Regions from separate parts of the Mus musculus genome. Here region 2 is linked to region 1. A link is a contact called in public promoter capture Hi-C data. All regions are on one chromosome and are shown on one strand. Each heading gives the region's core, a stretch centred on a gene start, on an enhancer-like site or on the middle of the called end of the contact. The rest is flanking DNA. Distances are from core to core; before and after follow the strand shown.

The links. Capture Hi-C pulls out chosen DNA fragments and counts their contacts.
Region 2: a contact with region 1 is called in a promoter capture Hi-C map of adipose tissue, with 3 times the contacts expected there. The contact joins the promoter of Rtp2 here to the promoter of Fetub in region 1. A contact is called at or near these places in 2 of 39 promoter capture datasets (the 3T3-L1 cell line and embryonic stem cells) and 1 of 9 other capture datasets (adipose tissue).

The regions. Positions count from the first base shown.
Region 1 is chr16:22,916,541-22,923,644 of GRCm38.p6, forward strand. It overlaps Fetub (fetuin beta), which reads left to right and starts at 3,682. Exons shown (of 8, transcript NM_021564.2): 1 at 3,682-3,955.
Region 2 is chr16:23,926,212-23,932,973 of GRCm38.p6, forward strand. It overlaps Rtp2 (receptor transporter protein 2), which reads right to left and starts at 4,583. Exons shown (of 2, transcript NM_001008230.3): 1 at 4,324-4,583; 2 at 1-1,504. The coding sequence starts at 4,487. The coding sequence ends at 997.

The DNA of each region.
Region 1 (7,104 bases), core at 2,432-4,931:
TCCTATGTTTAGCAGTCGTTGATGGTTCCTGCCTGGATTACTTACCACAATAGTAGCTACAGAATGGTGACTTTGAAATGCCACTGACTATATACTAAAGGATTTATGAGTCACTAGTTTTTCAGTTTACTGTAGTATATTACTGTCATTGTTTATTTTTATGTTCAGGTTTCCCAAGGGTTGACAGTGGCTTCCCTTCAAGCGAGTTCTTTTACAGAAACGTACTCTGAGTACCTCCTTACTTTCTGCACAAGGCCAGCTTATACTCTCCATTTCCTCAGAATCAACCATGTCAAAGGGCCTGGGTTTCTAATAAAGACTGGGATTGAACTGGCTTTGGTGGCTCACCCCTTTAATACCAGCACTCGGGAGACTGAGACAGGCAGATATCCATGAATTCAAAGTCACCCTGGTCTACATAGTAAGTTTCAGGATAGCCAGGCCTATGTAGAAAGACCCTATCTCAAAAACAAAAATTTTAAAAAAAAGACTAAGATTGAAAAGCCAGGTTCAGCTCTGGGTGGGCTTGTTGCACTGTAGTCTCCGTGCTTGTAGGCCTTCTCAGCCAGCCCAGGAGGAAAGAATCATTATCTCCGATGGCCCGAGTCAAGTTCTGAATTCTCTTGCTGCCTCTAGAACCAACCCCAAAGCCCAGAGTCCCCTCATTCTCCCTCACACATTCTTCCTCATTGAGAACCTTCCTTCCCAGCAGTTTCCCCAACATCACAATGCATGCAAATACCTTTTTAGAATTTGCCATACCCTTTCCACCCTGGAAAAGCAAAATATTCCATTCTTACCATTAGTCTTTTAGGCTGTTGTGTGATCAAAGAACTGCATTCAAGAATAACTGTTCCGAAGGGTGAGTTGTGGGTTTATTTCTTCTGCTGTGTCCAGGTTTCATCTGAAATACAAGCTCCTTCCTTTTTGTTTCCATCTAATTTTGTTATTCCGCCCCCCACACTCAACTTTGTTTAACTAATTTTACAGTTCTGAGCACGGCCAACAGTAGCAGTGTTCTAAAATTCAAAACTATACAAAGGAATACTCAGAAAATACTGATGATTTGGAGAAATTGACGTTTGTTTCTTTGTTGTGCTTTGAACATTCTCTGAGTCACTGTTAGGTGTACCTGCCCCCCAGTAGGATTCCCTGGGCCTTCCATTCACACCTCCCCTAGGCACCACTTGACTGCAAACCTTACCATGACCCTTCATTTCCGCCAGCAGGCAAGTGAGCTGAGCCTCAAGTATGCCTGAGCCGAGACCCTTGCGTGAGAAGCCGGGTGACCAGATTGACTTCTGATGATTTCACAGCTATTCACACGGAATTAGAAAGGATACCTGCTTTGTGCTAACACGGCTATAAAACAGGATGACGGGACCTTTGATGCAGCCGCCCTCCTCTCCATTCCACGTGAGCGTCCTGGACTTACCCATGCCCAGCCTGCTGCGGGCAGCCAGAGCCTTTCTGGGTCACTGTGTGTACAGTACTGACTATGGTGAGATTCAGCAATAAAGCCACCTACTGAGTGACAGCCTTGGGCATCAGCAGCTCTGGGTGGAGAAGGCCCTGTGCAGGGAAGCCACAGCCTATGGGTGGGACCCAAAGTGCGGGCAGAGCATTGGGAAAAGCCCAGGCAGAAACAAAGTACTGGGCGGCTCCTTGGAAAGACACGGAACCTAATTAGAGCTTATTCTCTCTAGGACCTTCCTCTAATTCATAGTTAGGGTGTATGTCAGCCCTGAAACTCAGCTAAGCAGGGTATTATTCCTGGAGTTCTGAATGATGGCGCACTCTGTTTGCAAGATATAAAAGGGCAGTCAGAGGGAGAAGCTGCCATCATCCTTTGCAGCTCCATCGGGAACACCTGGAGAGGATCCCTCCAATTTGTTAATTAACAAACAAGCACCTTGTTTATACACCAGTTGCTCCTGTGAGTTGGTCTCCTGGCCGAAGCGACTCTGGGTCCTCAGGAAAGCCTGTCTGTCAGAGCTGCAGGACTGGGCCCCACCTTCCGTGTTCCTCCCTGTCTTAGATCAACGGGACTGTGAGTATGTGACATGCGTGGCCATCTTCCCTGCCCACTCCTTACTTTTTAGACTCTTTTGGGGGGGGGGGGAGTACAGAGGCCAAATCCATAGCCAAGCACAGTTCACTGGTCCTCACACCCAGCCCACGTGTGTGTGGAAAATGCTTCCTGCATTCCCATTGGTGAGTACTGAACTGGAATTAAACCCCAGGCCTGCGTGAACCCAGCGTCTGTATTAGTGGCCTCTTCACAACAAGGATTTTTACGGGAAATCTCACTCATGATGCAATAGGATCACGTTCCCCCGGGGGGGCATGGTGGATAGATCTGTGTGATTCAAGTTCCGGAAATCTCACTCATGATGCAATAGGATCACGTTCCCCCGGGGGGCATGGTGGATAGATCTGTGTGATTCAAGTTCCGTAGAGCCAGGTTCTAGGAGCTGCCCCTGCTAGAGATGGAATGGCACCCTGTGCAGAGAGGGGGGCAGAGTGCCCTCCCATCAGGGCTAAACGGGCCCTTAGTAATCGCATGGTTGAAAGCCCTACACAGTTGAGGAAATTGGGCTTAAGTGTTACATCGCTAGCCTAGCTCACGCAGACCAGGGCTGAAGCAGGGTCCTGGTCAAAGTTCAGTTTACCATGTGATTTAGCATCCTTACAGCATCTTTTTACCCCGTTTGCATCTGTCTTTCATTAAAATTGCACCAATGGCTTCTACCTAAGTGTACTGGGTACATTTCCTCAGGCATTGGACACTCCAGCCCAGACCCGACAGAGGTATGTTCACTGCTGGCTGAAACTAAATCTCTGCTGAACCTCAGAGTTTGGATATCTGATTTTTTTTAACTGATAAAGGAAAACTTAAGCACATTTAAATTGAAAAAAATTAAAGCATTCATTAATTTATGAGTCCCAGTATTGTGGGAGGGTAAACTTGTACAATTTAGCTGTAGAAAGAAGGGAAGATAAATGAATTTTATTGGTTAGTGTAGAAAGCTCCTGTCTTGAGGTTATTATTTATTTGTTTGTTGTTTGTTTATTTGGTAGAGATTTAAATTCCAGAGCCTCCACAATCTAATGGTCTCCCAATTTGTGTTGTTTTTCTTAAAGTAGCCATTTCTGGCTTCGATACCCATTTTTCTCGAATTATTCCCATTTGAAAACACAACTGGGAGCGTGTGGGGGAAAAAAAATTTGGTAACTCAGGGTTGGAATCATTCTAAACAACACGTGGCATGAGCCAACCCAGAAAAACAGGTCTTTAAAGATATTTCTAAATTGGAAAAAAGAAAGAAAGAAAGAAAGAAAGAAAGAAAGAAAGAAAGAAAGAAAGAAAACACAACCAAGAGCTCCCTTCTGTAGAACTGTAATCTTCAGATTTGGGTTTCATAATCAATCTTTACTAACCACTTGTTTACGGAAGACTAAAAAGTGGGCGTGGCTTCTTATTAATGTGGTCCATCCTGTGCTGTGCTGCTGTCACCGGATCCTTCTCACCCTTCTGGAGGCCTGGAGGGCCTCTGGGAACAGCTTTCTTGCTGCGTCATGCGTGGGCGGGAGGCGGGAGGCAGGAGGAAGAACTCTGCCTAACAAATGTACTCCCCTGACATGGGCATGCCCCACCCCTGAGAACAGAGCCCTTGGGACTTAATCTCTGTAAAGGCGCCACCTCTCCACAGGTTTCATAAGCGTTCGTTTTCTGAGCTTTGGGAACGTGTTCAAAGCACACCAGACTTGCAAAGCTCTTGATTCCGGACAGCTTACCTTGATTCCTGACATTGTGCAGTGGCTCAGCCAGAACCTGTGAGTCACAGGTAGCTGCTGTGTTACACAACATCTAACAACGTCTAGCCTTCTGCGATTTCTGGTGCAGGGTCATGATTAGTGCATTTGACAGATTTGGCAGAGTGGCTTACAGTGGGTAAGTGGCTTCTCCACATCGGCTGGTTGGTAGCTGAAAGAGTAGCTCACACAGTGTTCTAAGCATCTGTGTGGTGACAAAAATATTTTTACATTTATTTGTTTATTTTTGTGCAGAGGTGGGGTGGGTGGGCCAGAGTGCAGATGACACTGCACTCTGGTCAGAGGACATCGTTCAGCAGTCGGTTCTTCCCTTTCACTGTGAGGGTATCAGGAGTTACATTCAGGCCACCAGGCTTGGCAGCAAGCACCTTTAGGGGCTGAGCCATCTCACTCGCTTTGATGAAAATCTTCTAAAAGGGAAGGCTCCTGTGCTGTTTCTTGTATTGATTCATTCAGGATTTTTACCCTTTCTGAGCCCTAGTATTCTCCCCTGGTTGGACTTGGCTAAGTTTTCTTTAGAGTTTTCAGTGAGTGTCTATACTACCACTAAGTTAGTGAGTGGATGCTGTTACCTAGTTGTCTATGAGTAGCTATCAAATGGGGTGGGGGGTGGGGTGGGGGGGAAGGAATCTGTGTTCTGCTCAACTATAATACAATTACATTTAGCATCATAAATTTAAGTTTTTTAGTAAGTTTATTATAAAATTAACTTTTCAATGTTAGCTAAAAACATAAGTCAGCATATTTAAGTTTAATATGTAATCAATGTTTTAAGTAAATTTAGGAACTTGAGCAATGTTAACAGCCTTCTTTTGCTTGGTTCACTCGTGTCAGCCATAGCTTACTGCATATTGGATTTTCATCTAGACCAGAGGAGCATTTCTTTCCATCCAAAATATTTGGGCCCTCTTATCAGGTTCCCATGAAAAGTCTCACAGACTGGTGTCCTTATTTATAAACACAGACATTTCCAAAATATATTTGTGAATTAAAAATAAGCTCTACTCAGGAAAACTCTTATATTCTCTAGTAGCTGTAGGGACCTGTGTTTGAAATAGTATTGACCCCAAAGCTTTGGAGTCTTCAAGATACTCTGTGTATTGAGGGCCTACCAGATGGGTACCTGTGGATAGAGCAGAACCTCTGTCTATTGAACACAGAAAGCCTGGGCAGGGGTGGAGATGGAGGTATGGAATGAGGTATTGCTTACCTTAGGGAATGCTTTAAGGGACAGCCTGCTATGTAGGCTCCCTTCCTGACTTAGACCTTTGCTTTCATTGTTGATATCTCTCTCTCTCTCTCTCTCTCTCTCTCTCTCTCTCTCTCTCTCTCTCTCTCCCCCCCCCCACCCCCGTGTGTGTGTGTTTGTAGTAGAAACATTTTTAAAAAAATAAATGGCCTGTGGCTGTAGCTCAGAAGTACAATGTTTGCCTGGTGTAAGTGAGGCCCTGGTTTGATGCTTGGCATCATGCACAATGTGTGTGTGCCATTTATGGAGGTAGGTACCCGCAATCCCAGGAATTTGAGCAGCTGAAGCAGGATTGCAAGTTCCATGCCAGACTGGGAAACTTATTGAGGTCTTGTCTCAAAATAAAAGTTGCTGTGATGTAGCGCTATGAAAGCACGTCCCCAGCACATATGAGGCCCAGCCCTAGAGGGAAAGGAGCTTTGAAAGATACCTGATTTAGTCACCAGGTATGGTGATATGCACCTGTAGTCCCAGTAGATGCAAGAGGATTGCGAGTTCAAGGCCAGCTACCGAACACATTTAAGGCCCTGTCAAAACAAAAAATAAATTGCTTTTCATATATCCCCAATAAGCAGAACCTTCCTGGGATCTGAACTGAAGCTCAGAAAGAGAGGCAAGAACCATGATCCGTCTTGATGGCCACCATTATCTTTCTCTTGACAGTGTCAGGTCTTGGTCTCTTGATGAATTTACCTGTAGGTGCACAAAAGGAAGACTAGACCTAGAGTGTGTTGGGAGAACTTTTGGGGTCTCCTTAGCTTTCCCCACCTTAAATACAATTCTGAGATGAAGCATTTTCCTGTCCTATACAGGAACTAGAAAGGGACACTTCTGAGTAGTGCTTGTATTCAGTTCCAGTTGGATTAGGACTCTCCATCTGGACAAGACAGAAGCCAGGTCTCCCATGTCTTGATCAAACATTTTTTTATAATTCCTGGGAAAGGGTTAGGAAACTTGGATTTATTTACACGAAAGGCATGCTCCGGATCCAAGGTTAGAACACTGACAAATCCAATCCAAAATATTGACTCAAAAACTGCTGTGTTTGGATAGAGGTGGCCTCAGGGCATGGTGTTTCAAGTCCTAGTAGGCTATTCTGTTGCAGTTATAAAGCTGCTCAAGTGAACCTTGAGGCCCCACGGCAGGGCTCGTCCTGGCAGCTCTATACTGACACATCCTGGATCTTTTTTTTTTTTTTTTTTTTTTTTTTTCCGAGTTTGTTTTTTTTTTTTTTTTTTTTTTTTCCATTTTTTATTAGGTATTTAACTCATTTACATTTCCAATGCTATACCAAAAGTCCCCCATATCCACCCACCCCCACTCCCCTGCCCACCCACTCCCCCTTTTTGGCCCTGGTATTCCCCTGTACTGGGGCATATAAAGTTTGCAAGTCCAATGGGCCTCTCTTTCCAGTGATGGCCGACTAGGCCATCTTTTGATATATATGCAGCTAGAGTCAAGAGCTCCGGGGTACTGGTTAGCTCATAATGTTGTTCCACCTATAGGGTTGCAGATCCCTTTAGCTCCTTGGCTACTTTCTCTAGCTCCTCCATTGGGAGCCCTATGATCCATCCATTAGCTGACTGTGAGCATCCACTTCTGTGTTTGCTGGGCCCCGGCATAGTCTCACAAGAGACAGCTACATCTGCGTCCTTTCTATAAAATCTTGCTAGTGTATGCAATGGTGTCAGCGTTTGGATGCTGATTATGGGGTGGATCCCTGGCTATGGCAGTCTCTACATGGTCCATCCTTTCATCTCAGCTCCAAACTCCGTCTCTGTAACTCCTTCCATGGGTGTTTTGTTCCCAAATCTAAGGAGGGGCATAGTGTCCACACTTCAGTCTTCATTCTCCTTGAGTTTCATGTGTTTAGCAAATTATATCTTATATCTTGGGTATCCTAGGTTTGGGGCTAATATCCACTTATCAGTGAATACATATTGTGTGAGTTTCTTTGTGAATGTGTTACCTCACTCAGGATGATGCCCTCCAGGTCCATCCATTTGGCTAGGAATTTC
Region 2 (6,762 bases), core at 3,333-5,832, 1.0 Mb after region 1:
GTTTATCGAGGAAACTGGGCTTCTGGAGATATTCCCGGCCTCGTTTCTCTCCAACTATTCTAGCTTCCTTGCCCTCACAGCCATCCTCAGCCGCATTTCCTCCTTCGGATGCGGTGGTCAGACACCCTGGCTTTACTGACCCTCTGAGACATGACCTATTTTCTTGACAGAGTTTTGGCAAACTATTTCTAGACACAAAACAGATTTTAGCAAGAGATGCAAGCTGGCGCCTAGTTTTTCCTGTCCTGTTGTTCAGCGCTGCGTAGGGGTTCCCAGGGTAGACAAAGCAGAGGGTGGAAGACCTCTGGGGAGCACTTGATGCCCAAACCCTTGGTGTTCATCTTCCTAGAAGTCACCCTTGTCTTCCATTGAGCAATGGCCTCTATGGGGACAAATTCTGTATAAGCCTGACTGAGTTTGGAACTACTAAGGAACACTTTTATTTCATCTTAATTAATCTTAATCAGAGCAGCCACATATGGCCAATAGCTAATCCATTGGACAATGCGCCCTTGACCATTCCAACCCCCTCAGCCCATCCCCACTTCCACCACCCCCCACCTCTATCCTCATCCCAGCCCTAGCGCCTGAGTGAAATCCTCAGCATTTCAGAATGGAAGAAGCAGGCTGTCCCTATGTATTCGATGGAGGCTGGAGGTGGCTCTGCTCCCTCCAAGGGGAACCATGCAGGGCACATAAAGCTGAAAGCGACAGTGTCCAGATGGGACCTAAGGCTAGAAATGTAAAGTAAAGGCTGGAGGTGGCAGCTGCAGATTTCAGACTCACTAAACTCCAGCAAACTTCCAAATCCCTATTCCTTCTACTTTCCCTCCGTTGCTATTAAATTAGTGGAAGGACCACTAAGTTTCTCCTAGTGCAGACTAGAGAGCAGTGTGCAGATAACCAGAGTCATAGATAGAACCCGTAGCAGACTCAGGAGGAGACCAAATCCTTCTCATTTTCAATCCCATGAGTCCCTTTTCCCCACCCCTACCACTAAAGGAAGCCAGAGCGGCCTCGGAAGAACTGCAGGTAGACAATGACCAGGCAGAGGGTGCCCCAGAACAGGCACCAACGAAATGAGAAGAAGCTGGAGATAAAACCAGCCTGGCCCTTCTTCTTGGAGGCATCGGTATAGGCGGCATCCTCCTCCAGCAGCTTTTCGCTGGGCTTCCAGTGCACGATGCCTTCCTGGCAGGCCTCGCAGAACTCACTGCGGTGCAATCCGCTGTCTGGCCGGCTGGCTACGTGGATGCGGTACTGGCCACCATCCTCATCGTAACACTGCTCGCGCAGACTGGTGATGAGGTTGTCCACCAGGCCCTCGATATTCTCCTCCAGCATGCTGGACTCGTCCAGCCGCGACGTGCCGCACTGATAGCACAGCTGCTTGAACACGCGCATGCGCACTGAGCCAACACGCTGGGCACGGTCCAGGTGCATGTGGAAGAGAATGACGACATTGGCAGATTGCCATGTGTGCCAACACCAGGAACAGTGGAACCTGCCGGGAAAGGAAGGAGGAATAGAGCGGGTGAGACTCTTCAGGGACAACCTCACCCTGGGGAGCATAGAAAAGAAAAGGCCAGCATGTTAAATGAAGGATGAAAATAGAAACGCCATGTTTTTCACTCTAGAGGTCTCTTAGCACTAGAGGTCACCAGTCACTTCCTCTTTCTGGAAACCCGAGAACCTCACACTGGAGTCATTGAGCAACCAGTGGTGTCCTGGAAGCTGCCTCCAGTGTGGTCTCCTCAGCTCCCCACCCATCCCAGCCTATTGCAGACTTGTGCCTGGTCAACCCCCAAACCGAGTGTGGCTCCACTTCTCTTCAACTCGTTTCTCATCCGTGAGGTACAGTATGATGATGTCCTTGCTGGACTTTGTGCTCAGACCTCTCGTGCCTCTGTTACAAATGGTAGTGTCACCATCTGACTCCTGCATCCTGCTTGCTCTGAGGAGATGGCATGCAAGCTCAGATCCAGACTGTAGGTCTGCAATCAGCCACCCAGAAAGGCAGGATAGATTAGCAGACTGCAATGGACTAGACAGGAAAGAATCCTGTTTGGTTCTTAATTTTTTTTTTTTTTTTTTTTTGAGACAGGGTTTCTCGGTAGCCTTGGCTGTCCTGTCACTTAGTAGACCAGGTCACTTTGTAGACCAGGCTGGCCTTGAACTCAGAGATCCACCTGCCTCTGCCTCCTGAGTGCTGGGATCAAAGGCGTGCGCCACCACGCCCGGCGCTGTTTGGTTCTTATGTCTTCGCACAGGCACTCCCTTGACCAGTCATCCCTGTGCACCAGAGCAGTGTGGTGTAAGAATGGGGAAAGCAGACTTTGTTCTCTAATATACCTACCCACAGCCCATCTGTCACATGGGCTGCTTTGTCTGATCTGGACTCCTGTAGCCTGGGTCTCAGAAAGCATGGAGAGAGGTTGCCTGGGGCTCACCCGCCAAGCCCAGCTCCTCCTGGCTTTCCATACCTTCCTTACATATCTTCTGTGATGGAACACTCCTTTAAACTCCAGGGAGGCTCCGTATGCCCCTGTAATGGCCTCTTGTGAGCCCGGTTACAAAGGCTTCAGAGGAGTTCACATGTCCACTGGGCTGAGTCTGCCCTTATTCCTGCCTCTGCCTGAGTCCATTGCACCAATGGCCGTGAACGACCTCTGATGAAGAACTCAATTCAACACAAGAAGCACCAACTGTATTTTAAACACTATTCAGCCACTGTGAAGGGGCAGTAGAACCAAGCCAGCTTCTGGACCTCTGAAAGTCACTGACAATGTGGGCAGAGAACAAAACCCGCAGCACCTAACACATGGTCAAAAGGGCAGAGGTGTCTGATAGGTCCTGGATGGGGAAGATTCCACTCATTTTCCCTATACTGAGCGAGTACTCAGGCCCAATACTTAGTACATCTGAAAGATCAATATCAAATAAGCATGTACACAGAATGACTGGGGCAGCTATGACCCAGCCCTTTCTGTGGCCGGCTGGGACCAAGCCCAAGGTGAGAAGACCTATGAGTCTTTGGAGATGTCCCTAAACTCCCCAAACCCCACACACCAGCCAGTTCCCAACTTTCTGCACTTTATCCCCCAGGAGGCTCAAATGCTTCATGCGTGCAGTCTCCCAAGTCTTTAAAATAAGCCAGTCTAGAACAACTTCCCTCCCTCAAGACAGACCCCATATCTCCAAAAGTATCAAACATTGGTGAGCATTTGGGACGTAGGGGAGGGGGGCTTGGGGGGGGGGAGGTGAGACTGAAGCATAGAAAATAGAGATCATGCAGCTACTTAGAGAGATTTCCACTGCCCAGCATTGATAACAGGAGACAACACAAACCAACCAACTATGCCCTGTCCTATGCTAACACATGCTCTATTTATTTGTTGGCAAGGCCTATGGTCAGCCTGCCTTTTTCTGCTCCCACCCACATGCTGTTGTCTACTCAAGAGGCTTCACATTCTTACAATATGGACAACCCAGCCATAATTTTTTCACACCTCCACAACACAGCCACCAGCTCGCCTGGGGGGGGGGGGGGCGCTGCACCACTGCAGGTGAGCTGGAGGCTGTCTGACCAAGAAACTGTGGCTCCCATCCCCCACCCCCATCATCTGTTTGTAAAAGGGAAACGATTTTAGAAGAGCCCCCAGGACACTCTGCATGGCAGAAGAGTGAGGAGCACTTAGGAGGATCTAGGGCAAGTGCTGCCTGAGGTCAGCAACTTGTCATCCACTGACAGTAGTGTTGGACGGGATTGGAGTAGTGTTTTAAGATGAGCTAAGATGAGCTCCCTTGCCTTGTAAATATGAAAACTGGGAACCAGAGAAAGAAGGGGACAAGGCCAAGTTCACAGAGCTATGGAACCAGGCTCTCAAATATACTATGTGATCAGTAACTTGTTCTGTCTTCATGTCTAGTTGCATTTGATTGAGCAGATGGACACCACAGCCGCCAAACACATATACCCCAACTTCTAGGTTGAGAATTCTGGAGATCCCCATTGTACCTCCTCTCCATTCTATCTATACTAGGCATCTGAATTTGCAGGGCTTTGAAGCCTTGCCAGTCTTGATTTTCTATGGAAAACTGAGACTCAAATGCAGGGCACAATTTGTTCCAAGGAACCAAGGAACCTGAACAACTGTGGTTAGAAACATAGCCTAGATGGTCCTTCTGGTGGTTCATTGCCTGCTTGTCACCTGAGCTGACCTGGTGAGACCTACCAGAGGCCCAGACTTGCAAAGTCTGTGACAGCCCCCATCCTTCTGGGGGAGGGAGGGCTTCCTGCACCTCCTCCCACCAGCCTCTCACCTGCCTGAGGCATGTTGCTCCAGGTACTGCTTCCAGCCAGGGCCCAGCTCATTGGGCTTGAGGGTGGGGTCTATGATGAGCTCCCAGCTGTCCGCTGGCTTGGCCACCTCCATCTTCTCGTAGAAGACCTTCTTCCACTCACAAGTGGTCAGGCTGGTGGACATGGTCCTGTTGGCTGGGATAGAAGGGTGAACTCAGCCCAAGGAAGAACAGAAAGCTTAGATAGATGCAGCCCAGGCAGTCTCTGTGGTCCAAAAAGCCTTACCCACAAGAGCCAGCTTCCTCTTTTGTCACCCTGGAACCTGTTACTATGACAGCCAGGCAGGTACCAGGAGCCAGGGATAGGGAGGAGGCAAGCCTCCAGGGAGAGTTCCAGGGTCCTGAGCCAGATTGCAGAGGCAAACTGAATTGTAATGCTGACTAGGTTGAGAAAGCAGAGAGAGGTGAGATCCAACCCATGGGCTGACGGAGGTTCCCCAGAGGACAAGGGCTATGTGGTGGCCCTTTTTCACCCCACTGCTCTTCCCTGCTTTCTCCAGCCATGTGCCATGGCAACCATAATACCCTAGGGACGTCAGCAGAAGCAGAATGGAGATATGGGACCTGATGCTCCCACACTCCTGATGCATTGTGGCCATTGTTTGCCATGTGCTAGCCACAAGCTACTTGATCTGTGTACTAGCCAAGACAGACCAGAAAGCAGGCTTCTGTAACCCCCAAGTGATCATCCACAATTCAGATCCAGGCCTTCCTAAATGATGTCTACCCCTTTAATTATCTCGAGCGTATTATGCTCCTAACATCGTGATGAAGGGAGACGCGACAAGTGACACGTCGCTCTCCCTTCGCTGGAGAATTCTCAATCCGGTTGGTGAGACAGAAGTAATTTAATACACTGTGAAAAGCTCAGTGATAACAGTTCACACTCCAGGGTTGCCACAGTCACTCCCTGCTCCCAGGGCTCGCGGAGGCTGCTGCTACGGGATCTAGTATCTTCCGAGCTGCAGGCTGAGCTACCTCAGCTGATGCAGAGCAGACAACAGAGAGCCGAGGCTTCCTGACGCCCAAGTTCTATTTTTTTACAGACCAGAGGCTGTGGATACCTGGTTCTGCCCCGGATATTGCGAGGTTTCTGCGATGTCTGTAGTCCATCACCTGTCACTTCTTTAACCTGAAGCTCTGGCTTCTAGGGCTGTGGAGACAGCGAAAGTAGGCAGAACTAAAAAGGGTAGCTAGGTGCCGGAAGTTATCAGTGCTGGGTTCCAGATTTGTCATGCGCCTCCATATGGTCTCTGTGTGGGATAGGGTTAGGAGGATGGCCACTGAACATCCTTCAACTCAGAGAAGTGCTCTTCCACTAGCTTTGTGTTAACCTATAGAAGTACAAGTCTGTGCTGTAAGGCCATCAAGAACTACTGATTTCCGGTTTCCTTATTGGCCTCGATTTAAATTCCCAAACCCCAGCCCTCCTTCCCTTTTTCTTTTTCTTATTTTTTATTTATTTACTTTTTTGGAAGGGTTTCACTATGTAGCCTTGGCTGGCATGGAAATCACAGAGATCAGCCTGCCTTTGCCTCCTGAGCGCTGAGATTAAAGGCTTGGAGCACCACAGCCAATTCAAATCTTTTCATAGTGAATCAGGACAACTCAGGCCTAGAAATGGAAAACTGCTCTCAAAAGAAACCCTGGACTGGGTGACTCACTGGGGACTCTCCTATCATCAGCTACAAAACAGGTGACATCCAGGGTCCATGAGTTCCCGGGAACTGAAGGAAGCCACGAGATTTTGGCCCGACCTAGAGCGAAGTGCCGTGGTCCAGCTCTGAGATGTACTATACCATTGTTCCCAGATCAAAGGCAGTGTCGGAAAGCTTAAAGGACAGTGGGAATTGCTAGGGTTCGTCTGTTTGGCTTTGTTTTGTTCTCTCTCAGATGATGCAATCCCCTTAGGCATCGGATCATACTTAAGTTAGAATGGAATCCTCTAAGCAGAAACCAGGGCGATTCATCTTTCTGTTCAACAACGCTGTTGGCACTGGAAACTCTTTCTGGGATATCACCAATGAGTGTAGCAATTACTATACGATGATGTGACAATTACTAGCTCAGTCTTTCTCAGGTTGGCACTGGGCTGCACCATTAAGACACTCTCCATGTGGGCACATTGCTCACTGGCAGCTCATAACTTGGAGCTGCAGCATCTTCAGTCTGGGTGATAATGTTTTAAATGAACTAATTTTAGCCTTAAAAAAATAACACTATCTATCTAGATCTCACACGCAAAATGAGCCACTCTTATCCTTTACTATGGAGTTCAAGTAATAAATACTTTTGCAAAATGTTCATTATTTAAATTTTATTTGTTAAAATACTATGTGATGAGGGTTAGAGAGATGACTTGGTGGTTGAGAACACCAGCTACTCTTCCAGAGAACTTGG